Regions from separate parts of the Sus scrofa genome. Here regions 1 and 3 are each linked to region 2. Evidence: chromatin contacts called from public Hi-C and promoter capture Hi-C data. All regions are on one chromosome and are shown on one strand. Each heading gives the region's core, a stretch centred on a gene start, on an enhancer-like site or on the middle of the called end of the contact. The rest is flanking DNA. Distances are from core to core; before and after follow the strand shown. Region 1 holds the start of ADCYAP1 (adenylate cyclase activating polypeptide 1). Region 2 holds the start of METTL4 (methyltransferase-like protein 4). Region 3 holds the start of THOC1 (THO complex subunit 1).

Evidence for each region. Promoter capture Hi-C pulls out the DNA fragments that hold promoters and counts their contacts. Hi-C and Micro-C count contacts between places; a contact is called where the count stands out from the background.
Region 1: a contact with region 2 is called in a Hi-C map of epiblast stem cells, with 3 times the contacts expected there. The contact joins the promoter of ADCYAP1 here to the promoter of METTL4 in region 2. A contact is called at or near these places in 2 of 5 promoter capture datasets (fetal liver and fetal skeletal muscle) and 2 of 47 Hi-C or Micro-C datasets (embryonic fibroblasts and epiblast stem cells).
Region 3: a contact with region 2 is called in a promoter capture Hi-C map of liver, with 8 times the contacts expected there. The contact joins the promoter of THOC1 here to the promoter of METTL4 in region 2. A contact is called at or near these places in 1 of 5 promoter capture datasets (liver) and 2 of 47 Hi-C or Micro-C datasets (embryonic fibroblasts and liver).

The regions. Positions count from the first base shown.
Region 1 is chr6:105,420,003-105,422,702 of Sscrofa11.1, forward strand. ADCYAP1 (adenylate cyclase activating polypeptide 1) reads right to left here and starts at 1,267. Exons shown (of 4, transcript NM_001001544.1): 1 at 1,158-1,267. The coding sequence starts at 1,267. LOC102165393 (a long non-coding RNA gene) reads left to right here. Exons shown (of 4, transcript XR_002345050.1): 2 at 596-665; 3 at 996-1,191; 4 at 2,281-2,700.
Region 2 is chr6:104,054,306-104,057,182 of Sscrofa11.1, forward strand. METTL4 (methyltransferase-like protein 4) reads left to right here and starts at 1,526. Exons shown (of 11, transcript XR_002345043.1): 1 at 1,526-1,866. NDC80 (kinetochore protein NDC80 homolog) reads right to left here and starts at 1,480. Exons shown (of 17, transcript XM_013999249.2): 1 at 1,321-1,480; 2 at 1-19. The coding sequence starts at 10.
Region 3 is chr6:106,037,915-106,040,913 of Sscrofa11.1, forward strand. THOC1 (THO complex subunit 1) reads left to right here and starts at 1,348. Exons shown (of 20, transcript XM_021096158.1): 1 at 1,348-2,784. The coding sequence starts at 2,608. It overlaps LOC110261178 (a long non-coding RNA gene), which reads right to left and starts at 2,632. Exons shown (of 4, transcript XR_002345053.1): 1 at 2,206-2,632.

The sequences.
Region 1 (2,700 bases), core at 17-2,516, 1.4 Mb after region 2:
ATACGTCCCTGAAGAGGTAAGGGCAAAGCCAGCACACGACTGCGCCCGCCCCACACCCAGCCTTTACTCGGCGACACGCCTCTCTGCCCTGGCCCGGCTGCCCGGTGTCTTTCTGGGTACTTCCACCCCTGCCCAGGTGCTTAGAATACTAATACCGAAGCCAGAACCCGCCTCTCCGGCTAAATTAATGGTCACAGACCCCTAAGGCAAGCATTCTTAGGCGCGGCTCGGAGGAGCAGCTTTGCAGGCAAAACGCGCGTCCTAGCCGCCAGGAGCCCGGTGCACCTCTGAGCGCCGCTGCTGCGCTGCGCCGCGAGCTTCCACTCTCTAGCCGACAGGCCCGGGACTCTGGGACTGCGGCGGGGAACCCGGGCAGCGCTGACCGATTAGAGACCAGGAATGAAGAAAAAAATAAGCCAGGGTTACTCCATCCTGGGGTAGGCAGGGTTGCCTTCCCGTACAGCCTGCCAATTTGCTTTCTTTTCCTCCTTCCTTGCTCCGTTTCATCTGTATTTCCCCCTCCCTCATCCTTGTTTTTCCTTCTCTCAAATCACTTCTTTTCAACTCTACGCGGCCAACACTACCCCTCTTCAAGGCTCAAAATGCAGTTGGAAAACCTATCACTTGAGAGAAAGCTCTTCTAGCGGAAAAGAATTCGAATCGAGGTAAGAGGGAGAGGAGAGGATAAAGAAGGAGACACCGCCCCGATAGTCCGAAACATGCTGTAACAAAGCAAAGTCCACGGAAGCCTTAGTCTCAACCCCGCAACCTGGCTCCGGGAGCCCGAAGTTCTCCTTACTCAAGCTGAGAATAGGGAAAAGAAGTCAAGTTCGGGGGCCCTGCCCTGCCCCCACTCCCGCGGGCGGGGCTGGGGGAGGGGAGATTTCAACACCTCACGAAGTGCGCTCCCTCCACCCTGGCCCCTCGGCAGCGGCGGGCTGGGGGAGGGGTACCCAGCCCTAGCGGAGCCTGACGCGGTCCTCCCGCTGAACCAGGGCTGGGACCCGCCGCCGGACCCAGGCTGGCGGCGGTGCAATGGGGGCGCGTAGGGGAGATGATCGTAGCCGGGACCGAGGAACTGCAAGAGGGCGACCACGACGAAGTGTCGAGGGAAGAGACGCCCCAGTCCCAGCGTAGCCGAGGTGGCTGGCACCTACCTGATCCCAGGGAATCGGAGTCCCGCGGCGGCAGGTGAGCAGTAGACGCTGCTGTGCATTATTATCCCGTAGACCAGCAGAGCCAGCCTTGCTCCGCTACACATGATCATTCTGCGCAGGACTGGAAAGAGGGCACCTAGCAGTTAGAACGCCCCTGGCCTTCCACCCTCCAACCCCTAGAAACTCTCCAGAACTGGGGGAGGGACAGAACTCACCTCCCGGTGTTGAATATGGCTTAATGGTAGCCAGGGAGCCTTGCCACTTCCCTCTCGCTATAGTTAGAAAATACGCATGTATATGCCCAGTGCCCAATAACTCGCCAGATCTGGGCGAAGGAAAGCTAACTCGTACCCTGATGCTAGCGAAAGAATTAGCAGTCAAGGGACTTGTTTGGTTTGGTAAGATTTTTCCCCCTTACCCTTCAACTCTTACCGCTGCTAGGAGAGGGTTTGCTGCCAAGTAGGACGGCGGGCAAAGGGCTTCTCCAAGTTTCTGCGCTGGAGTCACAAACCAAGGGACATCACCGTCTGGTGTTAGTATCTAAGCAGAAGCCGCAGGAACGAGCAGGAGCAGCAGGAGGAGCTGAAGGACTTGTTTGCTGAGGCCGGTATTCTGTTCAAAAGTTTGTAGACGCTCAGAACTAGGAGAGAGCGTGACACCGAGAGAAGGGGGCGAGGAGAGAGATGTGGAAGGAAGAAAGAGGAGGAGGCGAGCTAAGTGGGGGTAGGGGAGAAAGTGGCCTTAAGTCCACCCAGAGAAAGAAGTAGTAGGGAAAGTCGTAGAAGGAGAAGAAAGAAGGAGGGCCGCGGCAAAGCCGGCGTCTGTGGGAGCCGCCCGGTCAAGCAGCTGCGAGAGTCCGCAGCGCCTTCTCTGCTCAGAGATTCCTCTGGCTGCGTCTGAAGCTGCGGCTGCTTCTGCTGCTGCCGGTGGTTACAGAGGTGACCGGCCCTCTGCTCCTATTTATATGTGCAGTTAGCAGAAATCTATCCGACCATGGTTTTAGAAGAGGCTTCCTTGTCAACATCTGTCTGCCTATGGCCTTTAAGTACAGAATATTTTGTTGCACTGTTGCGCTCCGATTTTTATTCATGGAATGACTTCCTCTTTTTTTTTTTTTTTTCAGTCACGTAATGATCGGGTATCAGAAAAAGACGTCAGCATCCTAGTCCCTCAAGGAACATATTAACTATTCTGTGCTGTCCTCTTGGATGATAAGATCCGGAGTCATCGACTTCTCATAAACACCTTTCACTCATACAATACAATTTTAAAGAAGTTTAATTATTTTGATGTTTTTCAATTTTACCCATTTCTCAAGAATGAGTAAAGAATTCATAGAATTCTGAGAATGGTGAAAATCGTGTTTTTAACTGTGTCCTTCTTACTTCTTTTTGCTTTTTCAAGCCCCAACAATCAGAGCTCTGGTCTCTGGTATTAAGCGCCATCAAGGTCTCCTATTAATAAATTTAATTTAGCTCTCCTAATTTCTTGCGTATGTTCTTTTAGATAGACAATTAAATGTGGAAGTCGTTTTGTTTTTAAA
Region 2 (2,877 bases), core at 276-2,775:
TTCGTTTCATGCTTATAACCTGCATTCATGAATTTGGTATTAAAAAGGTCTTTCCAGACATAGGTGGTATGTTAAGCACCAACAATTATTTGTATCCTCAAAGAGAAAGGCAGCCAAGTGTCATCATTTCTTCAAGATAATCTTTCCTGGGCTATCTTTACTTGTTCGTGTAAGGTGAAGTCCTCATTTGCAGGGAATATCTATCTAACTCCATTTAAAAGTATTCAACACACATAAACACTTACTGCCTACCATGTACCAGGAAGCATGCAAAGCAATGCAAACAATACAAAGGTTAGTTATGACTCCTACCTTCACAAGGGTATTTATGGTAGTTAAAACTCTGCATCCTAACTCAGACCACATCACTACTGTTGGCTGTGCCTCTCAGTGGGGAGTTAGAGGCTACCTGAAAAGAACTACCTGTTTCCTTTTCTTCTGTCTCAGAATAGAGCCATTCTGTTTGCTTTTCCTAACATCCATCTCTCTTGCTCTGTCTCCCACTTATATTCTTCAATTTCTGCCTCTCTTGCTTCAATCTCCCTTCATCAAGGATAAATTATCTGGTCTACAGACTGCTTCCATTTTCTGAGACCACAGTCGTACCTCACCCCCTTCCCAGTTACTGAAACGGTTGCCTCCTGCCTGGGATACTCTTGATTAACAAATCTTTTGATCCTAACTTAGCTCTGAGGCATTAGACACTATACACCGAGTTCTTCCAGATCCTTCCCTGGTTTCCAGGAAAGTGGACATTTGTGGTAATCCTTCTACATCTCTGGGCTCACCTTTGTCTTTTCAACTGACTGCACTCTTTTCCTCTTTGGCCAACTATTTCGTCTCCAGTATACGCTTCTGCATCTATTAAACTTTTCCACTCTCATCTATATCTTTAGGTCCACTACCAATCTCCAGTTAAAATGTACTCTTAAAATCTGAGACTGAGACTTCCAGATGTATTCCTTACATGGCCACCAGGATGTTACACTAGTATCTCAAACGCAACACACCAAACAGTCCCTCATCTTGTTCTTCCTCTCTCTGCTTCCATCAGTTAATCCCCTTTTCCTTTCTCCATTCCCTCTTCTTACCACTAGTGTCCCCTTGACCCTTCCTTTCTCCTTTAGGAAATCACCGCCATTAGAAATTTACTGGACTCCGGGAAACTAGCGCCTGGCATAGATTCGGCCGGAGGCGAGTTAGGAGAGCAAACACCAGAACGCCGTCCTCCAGGCCTCCGAATTTAACGGGTTGTTGCCCTAGCGTTCCCCCTCCAGACCAGAACTGCCGGAACGAAATTAACCTGAAGTCATTAGTCACCTTTCTTCCAGCTTCCTGACACGACCCGGCAGCCGAATCTCTGTAAACCGTGCAATTGCCAGCTAAAACGGACAGTGGCAGCCAAAACACTAACTCCTTTCTGCTCCCGCCCGTGCCGTTCGAATTTTAAAATCTCCGCCGGCGCTGACGTCATCGCGCTGACGTGCGCGCGCGTGCGCAAATCCCGCGCGCCGGAACTTTGCGTGACGGTGGCGCCCTGCCGCCTCACGGGGCGCACTGGCGTCTAATGTCTCTGAAGTGTCTTCTATGGAGTTTGGCCCGATTCCTGTATTTAGCTCCAAGGACCCAGGCGCTCTAAGCCCTTGGGTAGCGAGCTTAGCGCTCCAAGCAGCCCTGGAACGCTTTTTCCGTACAGCAGCAGGGCCGCTCCTGCTGACTCTTAGAAAAGGAGATTTTTTTTTTTTTTTTTTTTTTTGCTTATGCTCTGAAAGGAGTGTCTTTCAAGACCACTGTTTAGCTGGGTGCTGTTTCAGGAAGGAAGTCTGGGAAGGCGGCGTGCACTGTTCTGACGAGGGAGGCGGTGAGGTAGGAGACAGTGACGGCCTGCTGTGGGAGCAGTCGGCTCCGAGGGTCGCGCTATGGAGGCGGCCACCAGGGTTCACGCTCAGAGCTGCACTGCTGTCTGGGGCTCTACGGCCCTCTAGTGGCGGCCTGCGAGGAGGTGGAGGGACCCGGTGTGAGGCCAAATAGGAGGGAGAAGTGCACTTAATTTGGGGCACGTCACCTTTCCTGGCCGAGTTTCAGTCTTCTGTCGACGTTCTAGCTATCACTACAATTTCAGGACCTCTTCACCCCAAGTAATGACTCGGAAGGGAGGATTGAGAACAGAATTACCATCATCCGTAGCATTTATTTGAGCACTTGCTTTGTGTCAGACACCTTGCACAACAAACACTTCTTGTCGATTATCTCATTTAATTCTCTGAACTGCCCTCTGAGATGTCCTAAAAATGATGAAATTAAGGCTCACTGAGATCAAGTAACTTGTCCGTGGTCGTACTGCTAATATACGGAGTTAGATTTTAAATCTAAATGCTACTGTTATTAACTACTGTTAATCACTTGATGTATTTCTTATTCTCTTCTCCTCTTAAGTTTTCCACTACACCAGATTTAATAAGCAATCCAGAACTAAAAGCCTTCTTTTAGAGAAAAGATAAGGTAGTTCTTTATTTAAAAAACAGACTCACAGACTTAGAAAACAATTTTATGGTTATCAGAGGGGGATGGGGGAAGGAGACAAACTAGTAGTTTGGGATTAACAAATACACAGTAGTATGTATTAAGTAGACTTAACAAGGACCTACTGTATTGCACAGGGAACTATAGTACATGTCTTGTAATAACCTATAATGGAAAGGAACCTGAAAAAGAGTCACTTTGCAGTACACCTGAAGCTAACACAGCATTGTAAATTAACTATACTTCAACTTTAAAAACTGTTAAAAAAAAAAGATAAGGAAGTTTTGAAAAGCCTTATTGCCGGAAGAGAACTGCTCAGAACCAGTTACAGATCTGGACTCTTAACCTTGCCAT
Region 3 (2,999 bases), core at 98-2,597, 2.0 Mb after region 2:
GCAAGAAGTCACCCATCATTCTATTTCTAACCTTAAATTATGTTCATCTATGATGCTCCAATCAAGATCACCAAACAGAATTTTATCAAGAACACTAGATGATGGTAATGAAATAAAATAATAATACTGCATATATAACCTAATATTATATTTGTGCCTAGCAAATAGTAGGCACTCAACAAATAAGTAATGAATTGTACCATATTTACAATATAAAACGCTTGAAAACTGCCATCACCCTACTTAAAAAGGCAGCACCCACAGATTGTTTTCACGTAATTCCTCTTTTCCCCACAAAATATAAGTCCCAAAACTTACACAAAGTGCCAGCTCTCTTCCATTCTTCTTTTCAGTCCCATTTCTCCTAAGCCAAGAATCTCACTCTTGTTGCTCAACTTTGTCTCTCACACATCAGTTCCCTGTTAATATAATTCTTTCAATCCACTTAAACTACCTACAGAGAGAAAGGGACCTACAGATAGGGCCCAGAACTGGAACCACCAAAAGCCGCAACCCAACATTCTAACACGGCTGACTGGGGAGCCTGGAAAAGGATGTTTCCTTGGCCTGGGCCAGAGGATAAAGACCACAACAAAAGCAGACCAAGCTGCCCCTTGGTCGTCTTCTAGATCTCACCACTCCAATGGAAACTTGAATCCAGTGGACACACCAGAAGAGGAAGAAAGATGTGCTTAGAATCCATTTAAACATCCTTCCTAGAATTTCCCATGGAGGGTGTTTCCTAACAGCAAGGCATTCCCTGGCCCCTTTTACCTCGCTAGCGTAGGAGGAAAAAAGAGGTGCTCAGGAAATTTGAGTTTACATGTTATTGGATGTCTGCTCTTTGATGTTATTATTACATACTTCTTAAAAATATATATATTATTGACAATAAGATCCTTACCCTTATCTAATTATAAGGAAATGACTTATGAGGCCCATGGCTTGGGGAAGATTCATGGGTTAAGATTTGAGAAAAATACAGACTTTGGGCTTAAAGCTAGGGGTTCAAATCCCAAATTCAGCTTTCTCTAGCTATGTGATCTAGGTCAGAGGAGCCTATTTCCTCAAAGTGTTAACCATGTACAACGTTGTTGTAACTAGTAAAAATAATGCAGAAAAAGTGTCTGGCTGATAGGAGATACTCAATAAAACTTGGGCATTTCTTATGATGGTCTAACAGTGTGAAGCATACAAAAATTAATCTCTTATAGAGCTATTATGCAAATTACTCCTAATCAAAACTGTATACTGCAGTTTTTCATTTATGTTGGCCAGCACTCCTCAAAAAGGCAATTAAGCTGTATTACCTGGTCCATTCAATCATTTGTTCATTGATTACTCAAACAGATACTGTCCACTGTGTACAAAGTGCCCAACAGATGTGTGAATAAACCATTGTGTGACTAGGCTTTGACAGATGGATCAATAAACTCAAACTCTTCCTGTTTGGATTTTTGTAAAAAATAATTTTATTTATCTCTTAACTCTTAGTTACCTCCAGACAGTTAACAATCATCTATAATATACTAATCCTATTACATCAGCTACCTATTAAATTGCTTAGTCGCAGTTTATTTCGGCAATTTGGAAATTTAAGTTATACAACGGAACCTGAATGATTGATTCTGTTGATTCTAAAAAAAAAAAAAAATTTGCAACGCTCCGGGTAGCCATCAGTGTTCACAATTCCCACATTAGGGAGAAGATTATGCCAAGCTATCTTTTTGTTAGCATTCTGTATTCCCGCTGGAGTCAACGAAGGAAACGAGGTAAAGCTCGCCTAGCTTTACACCCATATGGAGGGAGACAAGAGCTGGTGTAAAGTTCCTTGTGTTTGGGTCAGCGTTTCTTTTCCCACTACAAAATTCCAACTGAATAAATTCCGGCCACTTGGCTTCTCATTGGCCAAGCAAGAGGGGACAAGGGAGCAAACTGCCGGGAAGCCAAGGTTTTGCAACCGCTGCCTTAATCCCCAACGCGGTGCCACCGGTTATCCAATCAGCGCCGAGTACCACATTCCTCCCCGAGGTTCCTCCTCCAGTAGAGACCTCTACGTAACAGCAAAGTCAGCTAATCCCCAAATATTCCTAATAATACTTACATTGCTACACAAGCCACACTTGCATTCATTATTTCACTCAAGCTCCTCAACGACCCAAGAATAGGGGTACTGTTTGTATTTCTCAGGAGAGGGGACTGCACCTGAGCTACAGATCCCAGGAGCTCCAGGGCCGATACGCAAATCCCGAGCTGTAACCACGCCTTCGAGAAGAACTGCGATCTGGCGGCTCAGGACCACTGCCGACACTTCCTCAGCCTGAAGCTTTCCGGGATAACCCACTTGCCTTGGATTCTCAGGCAGTAGTTACCCTCCCTCGCGGCCCACTGAGCCGATAACCTGACGCATTCACCCATCCTCCCCAAACCTGGAAAACCACTGTCAAGTGTGCGTCCTTGCCAGCAACGCGCAGCTCTTACAAGACGAGGCCTCGAATCTGCCGTCACTCTAAGGGTCACCCACGAACCCGGATCAAGCACTGAGTGGCCGACTCAGGCTTCCCACGCCCGCCCGACCGCGGTCACCACAATTGTTCCCATTAACAAATGGGCCCAGCCCTGAACGTAGAGGCCGCTCTATCCTCTCACGGAGCCAGCCCTCTCGTTGCTCCTTACCTGACGTCATCGTCAGGCGCCGCGGCGCGGTGGCGGGCACGCGCAGCCGAGAAGATGTCGCCGACGCCGCCGCTTTTCAGTTTGCCCGAAGCGCGGACGCGGTTTACGGTGAGCTGAAGGCAGGAGGGTGTAGCTCTGGCCCTGCGCTAATTTTTGCCCCCCTCTTTGTGAAATTACTGGAATTTTGCTCTGGGGGTAAAGCGGGGACAGAGGCGTGTGCTCCGCGGCGACGTGCTCCCGGCCCTGCCGTGCCCTGGGAAGTGGGAAAGGCGCATTACCTGCCTCTTCCGCGCGTCTTCTGTGGTCCGCCTCCACCTTCCCTC